Regions from separate parts of the Rattus norvegicus genome. Here all the other regions are linked to region 3. The links are chromatin contacts, called in public Hi-C maps. All regions are on one chromosome and are shown on one strand. Each heading gives the region's core, a stretch centred on a gene start, on an enhancer-like site or on the middle of the called end of the contact. The rest is flanking DNA. Distances are from core to core; before and after follow the strand shown. Region 1 overlaps Egfr (epidermal growth factor receptor). Region 2 holds the start of Egfr (epidermal growth factor receptor). Region 3 holds the start of Fbxo48 (F-box protein 48).

Evidence for each region. Hi-C and Micro-C count contacts between places; a contact is called where the count stands out from the background.
Region 1: a Hi-C map of the A7r5 cell line shows a contact between it and region 3, with 4 times the contacts expected there. The contact joins the enhancer-like site here to the promoter of Fbxo48 in region 3. A contact is called at or near these places in 3 of 12 Hi-C or Micro-C datasets (the A7r5 cell line, the Rat2 cell line and mammary epithelial cells).
Region 2: a Hi-C map of liver shows a contact between it and region 3, with 6 times the contacts expected there. The contact joins the promoter of Egfr here to the promoter of Fbxo48 in region 3. A contact is called at or near these places in 6 of 12 Hi-C or Micro-C datasets (the Rat2 cell line, hepatocytes, kidney and 2 more).

Annotation. Positions count from the first base shown.
Region 1 is chr14:95,419,447-95,423,908 of GRCr8, reverse strand. The region is part of intron 1 of Egfr (epidermal growth factor receptor); the gene reads right to left. Among named protein-coding and RNA genes, the nearest start is that of Egfr, 43 kb to the right of the region's middle. Within about 2 kb of position 1,383, at least 16 of the 93 cell types and tissues checked have an H3K27ac peak or open chromatin away from gene starts, as enhancers often do. A contact at or near this core is called in the A7r5 cell line, where this site is marked.
Region 2 is chr14:95,377,063-95,381,694 of GRCr8, reverse strand. It overlaps Egfr (epidermal growth factor receptor), which reads right to left and starts at 3,069. Exons shown (of 28, transcript NM_031507.2): 1 at 2,743-3,069. The coding sequence starts at 2,830.
Region 3 is chr14:95,580,018-95,584,184 of GRCr8, reverse strand. It overlaps Fbxo48 (F-box protein 48), which reads right to left and starts at 1,692. Exons shown (of 2, transcript NM_001108863.1): 1 at 1,304-1,692; 2 at 235-861. The coding sequence starts at 1,606. The coding sequence ends at 682. LOC134481789 (a long non-coding RNA gene) reads left to right here and starts at 3,099. Exons shown (of 2, transcript XR_010057594.1): 1 at 3,099-3,221.

The sequences.
Region 1 (4,462 bases), core at 134-2,633, 160 kb after region 3:
CTATTGGAGGCATTTCCTGATAGTTATCTAAATACAACTTAGTAACTGACTGATGTGAGCAATCATAAAATGACTGGATAAGACATCCTTGTTTCTACTGGCACAAACAGGCATCACGTGAGGTGACAGACAGTATCATGTCTTTGCGGGAACAAATACACCAAAAACCAGAAAGCCATTACCATCATCACGAAGAACAGCCACCCATACTTATGTGTCCAGGACTTCAGAGACACAACAAACCTCATAGAGCCAACATCCTCTAAAGCAGTGATTCTCAACCTGTAAGGTCATGACCTCTTTGGGGGTCGAATGACCCTTTCGTAGTGGTCATCTTCATGACCTTCAGAAAACACAGAAGCTTGCATTGTGAGTTATAACAGCAAAATTACAGTTATGACCTAGCAATGAAAATAATTTTATGGTCGAGAGTCACGACAACATGGGAAACTGGATTAAACAGTTACATCTTTGGAAAAGTTGAGAATCGCTGCCCTAAAGTAAGAAATATTCTTAGATCTTCGGTGCCAACCAGAAGGCAGGTGGCTCGCAGCACTTACTGTCCATTTGTGTAACTACTGCATATGTCCTTTTATCTGTGTATAATGCCTCAAGACTCTAGAGCTTCACCTTGAAAAGGTCAAGTAAGGACAAAGCCCGTTCACAGTTTCTTGAACAAAAAGGTTCAGATTACTTTGCTAGCAGCTTCTGACCGTGGACAGACGTAACATAGATTGGAAAGAAAGTTTGAGTTGTAACTTAACTATGCAACATTTCATTGACAGGCTTGTCGGTCACATGCAAAGTAAGAGCTCTATTTAGGGTCATGGCCGTGGGGCTGGGGGTGTAATTCAGTGGTAAACACTGTGTGAAACATAGTGTTTTGTCTCCAGCACCAAGGGAAGAACATTTCCTGGCTGAGAATTTGAGACCATGTGTATCTGTCACTGCAGCATGTGCAAAGGACACTACACTGGCCACAGTGATCTCAGCAGCACTAGGCCAGGGCTGTCTGCTTTTCTCTTGCCAGTACTTTGTGACCCAGCCCAACAGAAAAATCTGTAGCAACACTGGCTCTCTTCTGTTTACGTTGCTAAGTTACCGAATATTTTGTCTTGCCTCATCCAGAAAACTGTGGTGATTGTCTTTAAACAGATAAGCAGCACACTGGAACATAGTTAATGTGGCCTAAATATGCTGAGATTACGTTTTGTATAGGTTTCCCTCTTTCAAATATGGTTCACAAAAAGCCGTGATTCTCTACCCGTTTGAAATAGATTTCAAACCTCTCGGTATTCCAGCAGAAACACGTCTATCTGGAACGTTCCTGAGCATAGATGCTCATATGCATACACATGGGCTGCTCTGGGCTGCTCTGGACATGTGCTTAACATGGACTGTTAGGAAAGAGAGAGCATTTGAAGCCTGAAATGAGTGATGGAGGCAGGTTATGTTGGTTGGGTTAAGTACAGGATGGGCGTCAGGGCGGAGAGTAAACAGATTTCTATACTGTGGTAGGTCCAGGCTTTCTGTCTAACTCCTTTTTTAAAAGAAAAATATGACCAATGCCTAGTAATAGTACCCTATTACTAGGACCTGTGGGGCTCAATGGCAGGGGTTACCAAGAACTATCTTTCAGGATAGCTGAGGTACCAGGGCCGTGCTCTTTGGATATCACTGAGAAATGATTGGGTAAAGTAGAGTTAAGGTAACAGAAATTGCAAAAAGCATTCAAAACAGTTGCTTCTTTTCTCTTAGGTGTAAAGGCTTAACGAAAGATGCATACAGTTTAGGAGACAAGTGTATCCAGCCATGTCTTTTATGAGTTTCCACTGGAACACACACCAAGAGAACAGGAAAGACGGGTCCTTTTCCCTATTTCCTGCTTTTGAGTGATGTCAATGCCCTGGATTCCTTTCTACTACTTCCTAGGAAATTGAGAGCTGCCTACACACTATTTGATCAGTGTGAGTGGGTAGCAAGAAGGAGATCCCAGGACACTCAAGGCACAGGGAAAGGGCCAACATGCAGATCTGGGCTTGTCTCCACATCTCCTCCCACTCGCAGCCCTGGCACGGACCTTACCAGCTCCAAGACACTGACCCCTATGTGGTGTTTGGAGCCATGCTGCCATTGAATGGGTGAAAACTTTATAAAATGGGGACTAAATGAGCTCTTTCTCAGACTTATCATCTGGATTCCCTGTTTATTCTTTGTCTTTTCCTCTCTGCAGCTCTGATGTGGGAGAAAAATGCAGCAGCATATCCATAGGGAGAGCTACTGCGGAATGGCGGGAAATCCAAGCCTTCCCACAGAGCATTTCTTCTTTCGCATGTTTGCTGATTTGCTTCTGAGCCACCATGGGCTGCCATTGATGCCGCTAACCACGATACTGGAAGACATTCGAATGACCCTCTGAGAGTGTCTGAGTGCTTTCTTCTACAAAAGGAGTTGAGGGAACTGGAACGTAAGTCCCCTTCTATCCCAGGATCCCATGCCTTTAAAACCCCACTCTTTTATATGCATCTTCTCTCTGTCTATCTTCACAGTCCAAGCCTGTGAAGGAAATTGGATCAGTACTCACTTTGGCCTTCTTTCTACTCTAAACAGGTCAACTTTTAAAAATAAATAACTTTGCTTTATTCTAAGCACTGGGGGTCCTGTGAAGCAGCAGAATGGCCCTGAATAGCCAAAAAGGAGTAAGTAAGTTGATAGGGGGGGGGGGGGACTCAAAAGAGTACAGTGCTATTTATCAAAAGGGATGTTCTGTCTAAGCAGAAATAAAGAACAGTATTGTCCACTGTGAAGGTGGGGAAACTGGAGCTTTCAAGGCTCCAGAGAGCGTGCACAGAGAAACGTCACCAAGTTCAGAGAAAGGTGGGATAAGGCATGTGGCAGTATTCTTGTTTGAAAACAAAAGAAACCTGTTTTTCTAGGTGTATTGGTGTTCACGAGCTTCTCAAGGGCGATGCTTGAAAAGCGGCAGGCACCACATTGCTCTCTGCCACATCTAAGGCAACTTCTTCTTTCATAAATACATGGCATATTTGTGAAAACATCCCTGGAAGTAGGACGCCTGGAAATTAAGCAATACGCTTGGAAGAGGGAAAAGCATGAGCAATGTCTTTCAGCCTTTCCGACCTCAGAAGGGACAGACAGATAGCTGCTGGTCTGTCCCCAAAGGACACTAATTCTGAAAACTTCAACAGCCTATCAGGTAACCTCGCTGGCCAGTGCAGTGTCCTGCACTGTAAACAGCCCATTGAAATTCCTGACAAGGACGGTACAGGGGCTATACTCAGAGTACGTCTTTCACACAAACAGTGAAGTTCAAAAATGAAGTAACCTCGGCACCTTCACTTAGATTATTTGCATATTCAGAAACAAGCATCTCACTTAAAACAACACAATAAAGATAAAACTTTACCACCCATCTCCCAGACAAATCAGGAACTGTAAGCCTCAAAATGCTTCCTAAGACTCGATTCTCTTGATATGGCTGAAGAAATAGTAGCAAAGAGAAGGGGTGGGGGGGGGAAGGTTATGGGATATGGAACAGTTGGAGGGTGGACAGGGAGGGGAATAAAATCTGAAATCTGGGGTGTAAAAAAGAAAAGTAATAATAATAATAATAACAGCAATAGTAATAGTAAAGCAGATTTTCCATGGGGGGGGGGAATACAAAAAAAATGAAGAGGTGACTAACCAAGAGGACTTAGAAATTTCACACAAGATCTCCTCATTCCAAACAGAATGTCTTCCCCTCCTTGTCCCTCCTCTCTCCTCTTTACACAGAGATGCTAATATGAAGCTGGCTGACTAGCTCTGTTCCTTGGACGTAAGCAGCCTCCCTGTGCTTTGACTTTACACTGGGTCTCACTGTGTTGTCCCCACACAGGAATGTGTGGCGGTGACTAGAACTCCAGCCCCAGGCCTTCCTCCTGAAAAGATAACCTCAACATGGAGCTCTGGGGTTTCACCTCTGTGCGGTCTGGGAATACCCGTAAGCGTTCAAGCATGCTTGTTTTCACACTGCACTGTTTACAATGGCCAGGGCTGTATGTCAGGACTTTTTGTTACTGTTAAAGACAAAGATACTTTTTGTTACTGTTAAATACTGTTAAATACCATACAACTGACTTCGGGAACAGCCAGGAAAGATATTCAGTTCCACAGCTGATGCAACTAGCCAAAACAGTTGGTGCTAGGGCAACTCTTTTATGTTTGACCCCTCTACATCTCATACTGCGAAGGGAACCAGGATCTGTCTAGCTGCAACCAAGGGTAGAAAGAATTTAGTGTCCTCCTAATGTCAGTGCAAGGAGTTTAAACTATCCCCCTTTAGCGCAGCAAATCAAACTGACAGTAAAATGAAATGACTTTATGACATTGGACCCATGGAAGGCAATCAATTGCTGTGTGCTCTGAACTAGTTCTTGCCAGTCCCGATTTTAAATTTTAT
Region 2 (4,632 bases), core at 1,820-4,319, 200 kb after region 3:
TAGAAAGTCTTGAGAAGCCTTGGAGTCCCTTTCAAGTTCCTTCCACCTCCAAACTCCACTGCCTTATTCAGGCTTAGGGTCCCTCCTCTCTCACTCGCATTGCACACAGGATCTTTTCCAAAGAAGTGCCTTCTCCAAGCATCGCCGTCGCCCATATTTTGTTTTGGTGACTACACTGCCCCCATCAAAGGCAACTCAGGAGGTCACAGCATCCATGAATAGGAAAGTAGGCCGCTAAACAAGCAAGCTTCAGACATGAACTGATCCTCAAATGCATGTTTCCTGGTCCTTATCCTTCTAGCATCAAAACTGGGTCATTTATATACCTAACCTAGCCTGGCCCTCCTACAGTAAGGAAGTGGTTTGGGGGTGAAAGGAACTTGAGTCAGTCTTGGCACCGTTTTGTACTAGCTATGGGCAAAAATCACTACGCTTCTCTGTGCATACGTTCCCTCAAAGAGATGATGAGAGCCGCCGCTCACTACATGCAGTGTAAGGACTGACAATACATACATGTAAAGCAGTGTCTGACTGCCTTCTGCTCTGAGGACAAGTATAGATGGTACCACAGATTGGAGGGAAGGATAACCCCTACCTCACTTATGGGAGCCAGCCTGGGACAAAACTGGTCAGTTAAACAAACAAATCCTTTATCAGCGTGCTGTAGAAAGGGTGTCTCAAGTTTTCAACACTCTGGCCTTTAGAACTGAGCCTTTTATGTTACTTGAACAGATGAATACTTGGTTTGCCACCTTTACTGCTCTACCCAGAAGCATTTGGTTTTAAGTGAATACCGTACAGACAGACAAATGAAGCGGCATTTTTTTTTATCTCACCAGAAACAAATCTGCAACCACTAACAGTGTTCAAAGCGGTTAACAGGGAACCACAGGGCTGAGGTGAGACAAGTGGTGCTCTACGGGGTCTCTAATGGGACAAACTGAAAACTAGGGGAGGGAGTCCCACGGGCAGGCACAGATGCCATGACTTCCTTCAGCTGAGGAAGGTAGGAGAAAAGCTTCACAATGATCCCATCTGTGAACAAAGCAAGCCCCGGTCTACTCACTTCACCCAGGCTTTTTTCTGTACTGCAAGATTTCCCAGACTCCTGCTAGTGGGGAGCATCGTGGTAGCCTTAGATGTTATCAATTTCTCGTTTATGCCAGTGAGTCTCAAATCAAACGCTATAAGAGTTTTAAAAATCCTCTCAAGGTAGACCTGTGAAATCTGAACGTCTGGAGTGGCTGCTGAACCCTGGAGGAGGGGTGTAGTTTGTTTTGCTTGTTGATTTTTAAACCCGAATGATTTCATTGTGGAGCTAAGTTTGGGGAACTGAGCCTTACACCCCCTCCGACTAAAGTGCACTGAGCACCAACCCCCAAGTCCAACTCGGATGCCGATGACATCAACAGCAAGTGCAGACCTGACTCCTGGAACCCGAGCGGCTGGATTTTGAATTGTGCAATTAAACCTTCTGAGGCATGTTTCTCGTGTCAAGTGGGTTTATGGTCGGGTAGTCATGAAGCCAGACTTGTTCGTGTTCAGTCTGGGCAGTTGGCACATGTGATCCACGGACATCAATCTGTTTCTTTATAATTAGGGGTTCTATTTTAGTTGGCCCAATATCAATCACTCCAAAAAGGAGGGAGTAAAAAGGAAAGAAAAGAAAAAGAAGCCCAAGAGGGAGCTTCTCAGATAACAAGTAAGAGAGTTTGCTACCTGGCCTCATTTTGAAACACCAAGGATAAACTACACACAAGGACCCAGCTGTCACAGGTCAGCCATACCATTGCAACTCCAAGAGATGCTGCAGAAGCCCAGGCTTCTGAGAAGGGGCAAATTCAGGGATCCCGGGGAAGCAGCCACCACACCAGACTAGCTCAAATCTGGCAGGGAGCCTTGGTCCCCAACCAGTGCACCTAGCTTGGCAGGTCTCTGGCTTGCTCTATGCCCAAGAGGCGGGATCGACCCATCCCACCCCCGCCACCCCCCACCCCCGCCACCTCCCCACCCCACGCCCTCCCTTTTATTTTTATTTTGTTCCTAGCGAAGAAGCAAGTCACCACCACCATCTTTTCTCAGAGGTCCCAGGTGGTTAGTGACAGAGATATCTCCCACATTTGCTGCAGCTACACACCCGCGAAAGAGCACGCAGAAATCTGCAAGCCACATTGGGACTCAGGCTACCAGGTCCCGAGAGAACCCTGGCGGAGAAGAGAGGCGTTGAGGGTGCGCTCAGGAAACCGCGCGTCTCTGAGGTCCCGACCTTGGTCAGAGGCGCGTTGGTTCTTACTCCAGTCCCTCAACTCCCGGGCTGAGAGGGTAGGACATGCCGGTCCCACTTGCGGATCCGGGGTCCCTCCGCTCTCCCTGACAGTACTGGGCGCACGTGCGCCAATGCCCGGCGTCCCGCGCTGTCCCCACCACGTTTCTACTCCAAACGCCTACTGAGCGCAGAAAAGTGAGGCAACTAAGTTGGCAGCAGCCGAGAGCTCCGGAGCGCACAGCCTCGGCTCCCACGCTGCTCTGGCAGCCCCTCTGCCCCAAGCCCGGTCTCCCTTCCTTCAGCCGCCCCAGTCTCGTCCATTCCAGACATTAAATGTCCAGTTCCTCCTAAGGTCCCGGCCGCTTTGGGAGTTAGAAGAGGAGGGGCGGGCAGCTGGGGACGCGGAGTCCAGAGCGGAGGTTGGGACTGGGCGAGCGCGCTCGAAGGGGGCGCGGGCCGGTGGGACACGCCCTTACCTTTCTTTTCCTCCAGCGCCCCACCTGCGGCGCAGAGCGCAGCCAGCAGCAGCAGTAGCTTGGTTCTCGCAGTCCCTGAGGGTCGCATCCCGGCTCGGCAGTCGTTGGCTCTGGCTCTCCGGGATTAATCCGAGTCAGACTGAGTCCCACGGTCGTGCCCGGTGACTGCGTCGGCAACGACGACGGGACCCGGACTCAGACTCGCGTCCAGGTGACCCGTCGCCTGTCTTGGTGGCGGTAGCCTCCGGGACTGGCTCCAGACGCTCGAGCCCAGGAAGAGCGCACAGTGCGGGAAGAAGAGGGAGGCTGCTGAGCGTTGCGCTGGGGCTGTCCAGGCGTCTAGCTAGCCCTGGTCGGGACGTGGGGGAGGTTGGGCGGGAGGAGGAGGGACTAAGTGGAGGAGGAGGGATCCAGAGAAACTAGGAGGAGGAGAATGGCAGGAGAGAGGAAGCGCTCGCCGCGAGGATCGAAAGCAGGCAGTGGCCGGAAGGTGGTGGTGGATGGCCTTGGCCACCACTAGACAAGGCTCTGGAAGAGAGTCCTGGCTGCGTGCAGAGGGGCAGTGGGTGGCCTTTGGGATTAATTTCTGAGTGGGGACTCCACTGCGCTGCATTTCAGGACCTAGGAAGCCCAGTCAAATCTATGTCAGTGTCCCCTCTTTTCCTCTGTGTCTCCCAACTTCTTACTTCTTTTCTTTCTTCCAAGAAAAATAGAGAACAACTCTAGACCACCTCGGTTACTGTCCTACCGTAGAGCACAGGTTGGAAATAATACAGATGGGGACACTGTTCACTTATTCTCCATAACTTCTGGACCGCGGGATCTCAGCAGGTCAGACTGACTTGGCCGCAGAGTTCCCAACCGCTCGGGCAGAGGTGGGAGCGGCACGTCTGAAGTGGCACTCAGAAGTCTGAGGGTTCTTCAGATCCCATCGAGAACCCTCCATGTCTTTTGAAAGAAGGGTAGCCAACTCCTGGCACAGAGAAAGGCCTCAGTATGTTTGCTGGGTGAGTGCATGCATGTTGACGAGCAAAACCACGGCATTTTCTGCACCTGGAACCAGCCAGGAGGGCTTGAAAAGCAAAGCAGAGTACACATCAGGCAAATTCCTTCGCTCAACGCAAAGACTTAACACAAACAACAGTGGACATATCTTTAGAGCAGTTAGCAGCCTCCAGTGACCCAAGCTAGCCCTGACACACACCAGGAGGCAAATTGCCAGGTAAGTTCACCTAGAAATTGGCCAGTAGAAATGTGTCTCTGAACTGCAAGACCGACCGGCAACTAAATTCCTTAAGCAAAGACCAACTAATGTCACTGCTTCTTAGCCATCTGAGAAATGTCCCCTGCTCCCATTCAATCCAGAATTTCCGAGTTCTTCACAAAATCACCTGGTCCCCTAATTTAGACGCCTTGGGTGGGTCTCCTGGTTAGCAGGAGTCCTTGTTAACCAGTCATGCTCAGTCCAGTCTTTTCCTTTTCACGAAGCCAGAGACGAGGACTTTTCTTTCTCACCCAGCAAAGACAGGGCTGCTGCCCAAGTTTTGCAGGTGGCTTCCTGAATGGGTACATTTCACCCAGCCTGTGCAGACCCTCCTCAGACCCTGAAACCCTCATTGTGAAGTCGAGCACGGCTTCTTAAAGGTTTCCCACCGGCAACTAGTTTTCACAGGAGTGTTTATGTAAACTCGGGCAGGGGTTTTATATAAAGTGGGTGTGCAAATCAGACATCTACTAACGGTAGGTCATAACGCAATGCTAAGGCAATTTTTGGCATACATATGACTTTATCACTTATTAAAGATTAAGGTAAGTTGACATGTCAATGAGATGGATTTGCTTATTGTTACATCAAAATTAGATTTTGACTGAATACCCGAAGCTGTGGAA
Region 3 (4,167 bases), core at 443-2,942:
GGAAGCAAGTTTGATAAGGTAAATAAAGCCTTCGGTGGTTCTAAAAGCCATTAAATGTCCTGAAGATTTCCATGCATTCTCAGTCTTTGAGACTAATCTCAGGTTTGTAAAAAAAATAATGAAAATCTTAGTCTGAGACAAGTTTAAATAAACTCTAGGTTTAACACATTTTAAAATAGTTTCACTATTTGACAATTCAATCAGTTCCACTGCAGTGCAAACTGTTAAGTTACTAACATGTAAATTTATTATCAATTTAAACCTATTGCAACTATTCACTTCAGTATTACTCCTATGAGTATATATCTATACTTAATTTATAATGAATCTTTAAATAAGTTCTTCAGAAATCCCCTGAATTCTTGAAGGTTTAAATAGGAAACAACGGTAAATTCTACTACTTAAAGTAACGCACTATTCTAACATAAATACATGGAACAATACATTTCAAAATCATTCTATTAGTCTACTATTTCTTATAAAAATAACATTTCATGATTTTCCTACAGTATAAGACCAGAACAGTTTTTTTTTTTAACTAAAGTGCAAAAAATATAAACAAAGTTTCATGTTCAACTTTGTTTTCTTTTAAATGTTAAATATTTAAAAGGCTGACAAGGACATTATCAGATTTTAAAAAGTCTCCTGGAGCCTGAGTGATCTTGATAACGTGGCGTCAAACTATTGCAATTTTTCAACTTCTCTTCCCAGCTCTGCATCTAGAATTTCCCCCCACGTATCTGCGTCCATCGGGCACATGGCCTTCTCTGGCAGGCTAACGGGAGAACGGATGTTGCTGTATCGGCCGCTTAGCCACTCGTTTTTCACTTTGCTCTTCTGGTAATTTCTCAGGAGTATTACCTGAAAGCATAGACATCATCGTTCAAAAGGGCTGGCAGTGTGGTTGGTAGAGAAACTCATTCACAGGGCTGAGATTAGTTCCTGATGTGGAAAAACACATGCTAATCGCATTGACAAATTCATGTGTGCACGTATGGATTAGTGTGTATACAGAGAGCGGCCCACTGTATGTACTGGAGGTTTTCATAGGTGGAAGGAAAGGCAATTGGCTTCTTTACCTCCCTTCTGCTTAACAAGGAAAGTTCCCGACTTTAGGATCTGAGATGTACAAAGCTGAGTAGAAAACATCGTGGAAACTATGCTAGTGGAAAGAGGATAATAGTTCAACTTCCTAAAGTCAGCACACTCTGCATGTTAACCCTCAGTAGAGAACTTACAGTATTATCTTAACTGTGTACGACCCCTTGTCCAAAATCATAACAAGTTGGAAGATTGAACTTACCCTCCAGGTATAACCATTTTCTATATCATCATCTACTTCTCTTTGGCACACAGCTCTTATGCTCAAGCAGTGAGGTTTCCATAAGGAGTCATTGTTTCTTATTGCATGGTTCCAACTTGTGCACGTCCTGGACGCGCTACATAAACTCGGAATGTCTAGCTGGCTGAAAATGTTAAAAGTGACTTCCAGGGGCAGCAGGTCAACAAAGTTACTTTGATTCTCTTTTCTCCCCCCTTCAGCATCCTCGGAATTCAATTCCATACCGGGAACCTTGGCATTACTGTTCTTGGAAGTTTTCTTCATATTTTGCCAACTGTCTTCATAGGTAACCTACGGGGCAGAGTTTAAATATACTCAACCTCTTCCGACCAAACTGTGCATCCTACTCCGAGCCCGATAGTTTGGGCACCATTTAAAGAACTTTACATGTCTTGACTTTCGGCCTCGAAATCTGCAAGGTGGAATCCATGCCATGTCTCTTGTGTGTTTCTCGAAGACTGCCAGGTGGAGTGGGTAAAACCAAGAGGCCGCATATCTGAACTGTACCCGGGAGACCACGGACACGTTCCCTTCTCTTTGAACATTAATGTTTAGCAAATATGATTGCTTCTACATGTTTTATTTCTTGCTGCTCCGGAAGAACGTTATCTTTAAAAAGCAGAAATGATTCTCTACATCATGCATTCACTGAGTTTAGTAATAATGCCTACTTTAATATTTATTAAAAGTCCCCGTGTGAACTGATGCTTCACCATTGGGCTCTTCAAGCTGACGTAGTCACAAACCTCTGGACCTTTAGTAATTTATGTAAGAACTACTTAAGTACTTGGATGTAGTGGACAGGTGCATACTCTTGACATAAACTTACCTAGAATGGTCCAGGATGAAATTCTGGTTATAGTTACAGAGTCTCATATGTTCAATTAAGCTTCAAGAGTAGTGTCTTAGAAATCAATCTATCTTATGTGCCTAATTAGGAGCTACGGATAACTGCCCCGGAATCTATCAGTGAGGGACAACTACAGTCTAAACAGTTCATAATTCAGCTAGGAATAGTATATCGCTATAGATTTAAAGCCTGATGTCAGCTAATGCTCTCAAGGAGCGCGGTGTAAGCTTCTGGAAGCAAGCCTGTAAGCTTCTGGAAGCACGACCACACACATCATCCTTGAGCTGCTTTGCGATACAAACACAAGCTGTGCTTACCTAGTTTATAAAACGGGAATAACAGTCAGTGGCGAGCCCCCTCTGTGGGTACTGGGAACTAAATCTGGGTCTTCGGGAAGAGCACACACTCTGGGCTACCTCCAGACCCTCCACCCACCCGTCCTGTCAAATGTCACTTGGAGTGGGCAAGCGGAGGTAGAGCACCGCCGGGCAAGACTAGTTGTCAGGGAGCCCACACCGGTCTTGCCCAGCAACTGCATCCCTGTTTGCTGTGAGAACAGGCACCACGGGAAGAACCGATCGACCGCCCACAGTGCAGTACGGAGCGACCACTCCTACCTAAACGCACGCCGCCGGCTCCTCCCGCGATTTCAGACGTAGGGATTTGAATCTTTTCCGGAAGACCTTCATGTTCCGTCCTCTCAAGTCACGCTCCGCCCATTTGCGCGCGCGGTGCCTTCTGGGATTGGTAGTCTTTCCTGAGTTTCATCACCATGAGGGAAGGAGAGAAAGGCTGCCCAAGTGACTGCAAGGTCCAGCGTCCCCGCTGAGTGACAGCCGCTGCATGGGCGGGACTCCCAGTGGGTGTTAGTGGTTAGTTGAGGGCTGTGAGCCCGCCCAGAGTTTGCGCGCGTACGCCATGTCTCGCTAGGAGACTGCAACCCGCCTAGGTACTCTTTCCCTGCGGTGTGCACTTGGCAAAGGTTGCCGAAAAAGAAGTTTACGAAGTGTTTATTTTTTTCTTGGACAGGTGGTTATTTAAATGTTTTGATGATAATATCTTATTTCCCTAATTTCTTAGCATAGTAACCATTCCAGGTTACCTGGGGAGGCTGAACTCTCAATGCAGAATGTATTTTATCTAGTAGCATCTTGCAAAAGTATAGCGAACCATCAAGGACTATCAAGACTGCTATATACGACGGAATTGCAAACCTTTCGGCCTGTATGGTTATTAAGTCAGCTGAGCGTTTTATTTTTGTTTCCGGAGCATTTATTTGCTAGCATTCAACACTTAGCCTCCTTGCCAGTCCTTCATGCAGTCCTGCATTTCTCTATGACTGCTCTTGGTTATCACACCCTTACGGCTTTTAGTTTGAACAATGTAAATGTCTCTGATTATGAAGTTGCTGAAGACAGACACTTGCTCACTTACGCCTAATCGCAGAAAGCACCCTGGGGGAACTCCCCAGGATATATAACCACCTCAGAGGGAAACTCTCAATATGCCCTGTTATGGATTCAAGAAACCTTGACTTAACGGGGAAGACTCATTTGAGAGCTAATTACCTAGTGTATTAAGATTCTTCACATTCCCAGTTAATGTCAGAAATAACAAATCAGAGACTCATCAGGAGGAACAGACCTTGGGGGTAAGAGCTGAGGGAAGAGAGCTACTTTCATAAAAAACAAAACAAAACAAAACAAAACAAAACAAAACATCAATCTGATGGAAGCCATACATCCCACTAGCTGGCGTAAAAGATACTGCAGTTTTCTATAGAAGATATGAGTCAGAAATACAAGGAAAGAGGAAATGGTGTGTGTGTGTAGGGGGAGAGCACCATTTGGAGTGTGTGTTGGTTAGTTTCTGTCAACTTGACACGTTGGAAGAAGGAACCTCAAATGAGGAATTGTGTCACTCAGATTGGACTGTGGGCAAGTTTGTGGTGGCATTTTCTGGATGACAGTTCTAC